2 separate regions of the Mus musculus genome follow, and region 1 is linked to region 2. The links are chromatin contacts, called in public promoter capture Hi-C maps. All regions are on one chromosome and are shown on one strand. The core of a region is the stretch at or near the end of the contact, and the rest is flanking DNA. Distances in the headings are between cores, read along the strand shown.

Region 1 (3,094 bases), core at 263-2,762, 360 kb after region 2:
TTTCTTTAAAACAGAATCCTAAAGGCCATGACTGTTCACCTCTAATTATTTCAGCACCTAAAAAATAAAATCACTTTTGTAAAACAAACAAGCACAAGATCATTATTGGACCTTTTAAAGTGACATTCCTTAACTCTTTGTCATGGTGGTAATGCAAACCTTCCAGAACTTGGGAGGCTGGACAGGAGGATCTTCATTGGAAGGACAGCCTGGATTACATAGGGAGATCATATCTTAAATAACAACAAAAAATTTACATAAAGTAAAAAAAATTATCCCACTTAAAACCAATAGTCTCCTATAAGCCCATTTCCAGGTGGTTTACATCTGGATGCAAATAAAGTCTATAAATTAATTGCATTTGGTTGTTGTATTTAACTTCTTAATCCTGATTAGCAGTCTCTTTTATGTCACTGACTCCTTATTTTTAGTGGATTAAGTCTTAATACACGTTATTAAATTTAAACCACATCACCAGACCATCACAAAAGCAAACGCGGTGAACATAGGGGAATTCTACTGTTGAGTAATAAAGGAAAATTCCAGGACAAAAAAAAGCAGTCTCTCCGATTTCTCTTCTAAAAGAGACAACATGGAAGTTCTGAAGTATGATGTACTGTCTTACTAATGTTTAACACTTGCCTCTCAACACAGAAGGCAACCTATGATTTGGAAAGTCACAATAAAAACCTGAGACTTAGTTGATCTGAACAGAAATACTTCCCAATGTCCATTCTCTTTTGTTTGCCACAGTTCACTCGCCCCACATGGAACCCCATTCTTTCTTCACAGTGTAAATCACCTCCCCTTCTATACAAAGCCCTTCCCAACTATTCCTATCATGTCTTCTCCTTCTATGTTCTGAAATGATGTAAACTTCTTTCTGGGGGATTTAAAATATGTAATAAGACATGTACCGTTATTTCATTTATGCCTGTTTTTTTCCGACTTGACTGAAATTCCCAGCTCCTCTCAAACTTCCTGACATACACACAAAGGGCATTTGGTTACTCGTGGGCCACTGACTGGGATTACAACTAAAGAAAAATCCACCTAACAAGCTTTTTTCACAGATCTCCATCGCGCTGTCTCTTAACTCTGGAAATTTCTGAGAAAAGCGGTGGGTGTTCTAGAAATATATGAAATTCAGCAAGCTTAGCTTCCCCTCCCCACCCTGTCCCAAAGTCTCTGAGGGGTTACAGTTGGACCAGGAGTCGTGTTTTAACCCAAGGCTACTAGAGGGAGGAGTGGGCGGGAGGAGCGCAGAAGTGGCCTCACACCAAGTTAGGACCCGGAAGCCATGTAGGGCTTCGTTGACACCCGCTGCTAGGCGACAAGCCCTCGGGCTGGTTTACCTGATCAGTTCTAGTAGCCAGAGATTTATCAGCCAAAATGCGCTCCTTCAACTCATCCAGCTTCCCACTGTAGGCCAGGTTACAGATCATTATGTTAGACACACACCCCTCCATTTCGCCTTCCCAAGACCTCCGTGAAACTCAAGCCCCGCCCACTCGCATTTCCTGTTCCGGCGACCAATCAAAGTACTAGAAATTCTCCAATCACTGATCTTTGTTTTCCTTGTAGCCCCGCCCATAGCCTGGAGCTTCTGGGAGTTGCAGTTTGAAAGCAGATCCAGGCCTGGAGGCGTCTTTGGAAGTCACTCAGTTCCGGGTCCTAGCAAAGTGGAACTACAAGTCCCAGAATCCTTAGAGAAAGCCGTAGTCAAGTTGCCGGTGGAATTGGCCCAGGATGACAGCTGGAGAATGGAGTCAGGTAATGGGAGCGGCTTCTGGTAGTACTGTGTGAAAAAGCTAGGGTGGGTGGTCTTTGGTGGGCCAGTAAGTTGGCCACATGAAATGAAAACTGTAGCAGCGCAAGAGAGTTCTGGGATCCTACAGATCTTGTCCCTCGGGGCCCTCACTTGCAGTGGCAGGCGGAAGGGACAGAGTTGGAGCAGAGTACTACCTCTGAGCTTGAACCATTGACTGTAGCTACCCTCCCCCTCCCTACCACTGTTTAAGGAGTGGAAAGAAGCACAGGCTAGTTACTCTGGCATTTCTCCGGAGTGGCATCAGAGTAAGGCTCTGCTACAACACAGGTTATACATTACACCATACAGAGGTGATGTGCCAGAATGATGCTAAAGACAGGGTGTGATGCCATAGGAGCCACTAGATACCTAAGAGACCTCAGTGAGTAACAGCGGTCACCTTAGGGATATCAGGGTATATGATGTTGTCACTTTAATAACATGGTAATGGCAATTACCATCGAGACTTTGCTAGATTGCTAAGCTAACAATGTGGATTTTTTTTTAAAGGTGAATTTCCAAATAGTGCTGCAGCAGAAGAGATGCAAGGCTTATCTTTTATAGAAAATATCAAAAAAGACATTAGAAAAATGTTAAAGATATATTTTTTAAAGTGACTGATGAAGTTTGTCTCCTTTGTTATGGTATAGAACAGGGCTTAGCAAACTTTTTATATAACGCCAGATCATAGTTATTTTAAGCTTTGCAGGACAGATGATAAAACCAACTCGAGAACACAAGTTATGACAAATGTTAATTGATGAAATTCGGGATATAATAATAGTGGAGTATGTGTTTATATAATGCTTTTAGCTTTTTAAAATTTTGTGTGAGTGTGTTTTCTGCCTGCATGTGTGTCTGTACACCGTGTGAATGTTGGATCCTCTGAGATCTGAGTTAGACAGTGTGAGTTGCCATGTGTGTACTGAGAATTGAACTCAGGTCTTCTGGAAGAGCAACCAGTGCTCTTAAACCCTGAGCCATCTTTCCAGACCCCAGTGAAATTTATTTTTAACACAGAAATACTAAGAGAACGGAATTCTTTGAGGGAAGTACTGTTTGCTTAGCTGATGTTTAAAGTTGCTATTTTCTATCATTAAAATTTATTCCAAATGTTCTTTTTAATCTTTAGAAAACTCTTTGAAAATATGTTTTCATGCAGTAAGTTATGTCCAAATATTGATAATCCAGGAACATATTCTTTTAAATACTAATTATTTTATTGCATCTTATTGATTGTGTGTGACCTGATTCAGCTTCTAAGAGTGTTGGTTTCTCTCCTCT
Region 2 (3,182 bases), core at 2-2,501:
CCTCCGCTCCCCACACCGCCCGCCCGCCCGCCGGCCGCTCACTCGCACGCCCGTGCTCCTGAGGAGCCCGCCTCAAGCGGCTCCCCCGCGACGCGCGCCTCAGCAGCGCTGGGTGGCTTTGGCGCTCACCGCCTGAATGGCCGGGACGTCCAGCAGCGCGCGCCTCCCGCTGTCGTCTGGTGTCCCCCGCGGAGCCGCTCGCTCCTCTCCTGTCCGGCCCTGGCCGGCCGGCGGCAGTTATCTGTCCGCCCGTCTCCCCGCCCCCACCGCGCCTGAGACTCACGCAGCGCCCCCGCCCCCTCACCGCACGGGGTCTCGAGGGCTCTCCCGAGTGGGCCAAAGGTCGCCGCCGGGGCCGCTGCCGCCACCGCCACCGCTCGCTGAGGGGGGTGTCCCCCGGAGCGCCGGCGTTCGCGGCCCTGTCGAGAGCCACCGAGTCAGCGGGCGGCCGTCCGAGAGCGGCCCTTTAAACCGCCGCCCGCCCGCCCCGCCATGCAGCCCGGCTTTTCTTTTTTTTTTTTTTTCCTTTTTTTTCTTTTTCTTTTTGGGAAGCGCCAAGAGACCCAAGTGTCGAGGCCTCGGCGGTGGCTGTGGCGGCGGCGGCGCCACCCCCCAGAAAGTGCCAGAAAACACAAGCACCTGAGAAATGCCCCAACTCCAAACTCCCAAGAACCGAGTCCCCAGCGGCCCGAGCCCGCTCCTCCTCACTTGTCACCTCCGCCCCCTCCTCTTGAGCTCTGTTTCGCTCCCCACCCCGGGTCTCAGCCCCGAGTCCCCTTCGACGCCATCACTCCCGGTCCCCCGCTGTCCGCGCTGCGGGCTCCCCCGGGCCTTGCCTCTCCTCCCTCGCCGCGCGTCTCCCGCTCTTCCCGCTATTTTGGGCACCGGGCGTCTTTTTCTAAGTTTCTTCCCATGTTGGGCCGGGTCACTCCTTACTTTCCCCCACCTTGTCCCCTTCCCGTGTGTCGCCGCGCCCCTCCATTTCTGGCCGGCCCTCGCCTCCATTTCTCCGTTCGCGCCTTGACCCCCTCCCCTCTTATTTCCCTCCTTGATTTCTCTCCCCGCACCTCACCTTAGCGCCCCTCTTTCTCCTCACTCAGCTTGGCTGCTCTCTCCATGCGCCCCGACCCCAGAAAGCTGTCCCCTCGCGTCCCAAAGCCCCCTACCTGCCACTTCAGGTAAACCGGCTCCGTCGACCCCTCGAGAGACTTGCCCAGCAGCCCGCACGCACGCAGAGTGAGAAGGGGAGTGATGCGTCTGTCCCGTAATGGCGGCGGAGGGATCTGGGAGAATAAACCCGGGGCGGAGGTATAGTGAAAGGGCACATATAGGGGCCAGCCTGGTGCCCTGGGGTGATGCCCCTGCTGTCTGAGCTGCGGGGACGCGCAAGGTGACCATGTAAGACAGCTTTTTTAGAATGTCTCAGAACTTAGAACATGTCGAATGCGGAGCATTTGAGCAGTTTTTGAGTCTTGGACAAATGAAAACCCGTTCACAATATTCAGGGGGTTTTTATATAAAACCCAAATAAATTTCTATTTATTCCTACTCCTTTACAACCCCCCTCCGCCCCCTTCATTTGCTTCATTCAAGAACCCAGGGCATTTGAAATACAGCAGTATATGCTGCCATCTTCTGCCCAAAACCTGAACTATTTTCTGTTCCCGTGTAAGGTTCCGCCGCTCAGCGGGACACTACAGGTGCCTCCTGGTGGAAGAATCCACTGGGACTCCAAGCCGGGGCAAGAGTTGCTCAGTTTTAAGAAAGCTGAAGTTCCAGTTGCCTGAACCCTGATAAATGTGACTTAAATACGTTTGAAATTTCCTAGACTACTGTGGCAGAGCGCACCCCAAGATCCCAGCTACTCGCAAAGCGGAAGCAGGCTTGTTTGTGTCAGGCCAGGCTGAACTAAACAGTGAGATTGTCTCAAAAAACACAAGCCACATAAAACGAGCCTTCAAGCCACCCCTGAAATTAATTAGGAGCAAAGTGCAGCCAACTAATTCCTGTTTCCCACTCTTTGCAACTGTTACATGAGGCCCAAAATATGGGTAACTGGGGAAGGCAGTACTCTGTGCTATAGTGGCTAGAGACCCCAAATCGTGCTGTATCTCCAGTTCCTGAGAGGATCCCAAGGCCCAGGATGAAAGAGGATTGTGGCTATTGCGTAAAGCACTATACCCGAGTATATATACATCCCCATAGACTATGAAACTTCTATTTTTTTCTCTTAAAAGCCCATCACGTCATTTTTCTTGTATTTCCTTCTTCTTTTTTTTTAAATGTTCTTGGATAAAAGCCAGAGGAGGTAGTAGAATATAAAATTTCATCTGCATTGTGTAGATTTATAGCCTTCTGAATTGTTTTTTAATTACAGTGTTTATTATTTTCCTTCTTGTTTATAATTATTTTATGTTAACTCTTATAATAAAATATATTAGTTCCATAAATGTTTATTTGCGTTTTGGGAACAGCTAGACCTTTTGCTTCTATGTTTGCCTGAGCCCTCTTATCTTTGTGTAACCTTGGGATGAGGCCCTGGTGGAAGTATTTTCTTCTTGACATTTGGCACCATTAAATTCAAGATTTTTGTCCCCTTGACATTTCCCTGTTGTGTAGTCCTTGCTCTCAAGAAGTATTGTTAATAATTCGGGACAGATTTGCCCAACATATCAAGACTGATCAAGAGCAAATAAAGTTGGGACACAGAAAAATCTAAATAGTACAGAGATAGAGTTCAGAGAGCCGCCATTTCTGTGCATACAAGTCCAGCCTGTGTTGACAGACTGCATACCTCGTGAGGGAAGGCTGACTGGACAGGGCCTCCTGGGCTCTCCTCTGTGAAGCCTTGCTTTACTGTCATACACTGTAGTGGATGGAGAGATTCCAAGCAAATGGTCTTGCATAGATTCAGAATGCAGGGGCCTGGGGCACTAGCAGACAAAGATGGTGGCTTTTTGGGTGGGGCAAAAAAGAAACACATCTACTTCTTAGAGTAATTCAACAGCCATTTACTGTACACGTGTTCTGTGCCAGGTCCAGCGTTAATGGAAATTCAGAGAAAAATAAGATACACTCCAAAGCTGCTGCCACGAACTCCTAATCTAGCTGGGAAAAGAGACATACAGACAAACAACATACTCCACGTCAAGCTGAGCCTGAAACCCCAGGGTTTTGGGAGA

Evidence for each region. Promoter capture Hi-C pulls out the DNA fragments that hold promoters and counts their contacts.
Region 1: a promoter capture Hi-C map of neutrophils shows a contact between it and region 2. The contact joins the promoter of Psmd10 here to the promoter of Tsc22d3 in region 2. A contact is called at or near these places in 3 of 39 promoter capture datasets (neural stem cells, neutrophils and pre-B cells), 1 of 484 Hi-C or Micro-C datasets (embryonic stem cells) and 1 of 115 datasets of contacts at active chromatin or transcription factors (astrocytes).

What each region holds. Positions count from the first base shown.
Region 1 is chrX:140,955,199-140,958,292 of GRCm38.p6, forward strand. Psmd10 (proteasome (prosome, macropain) 26S subunit, non-ATPase, 10) reads right to left here and starts at 1,513. Exons shown (of 5, transcript NM_016883.4): 1 at 1,356-1,513. The coding sequence starts at 1,469. Atg4a (autophagy related 4A, cysteine peptidase) reads left to right here and starts at 1,709. Exons shown (of 13, transcript NM_174875.5): 1 at 1,709-1,773. The coding sequence starts at 1,764.
Region 2 is chrX:140,599,271-140,602,452 of GRCm38.p6, forward strand. Tsc22d3 (TSC22 domain family, member 3) reads right to left here and starts at 1,252. Exons shown (of 4, transcript NM_001077364.1): 1 at 1,167-1,252.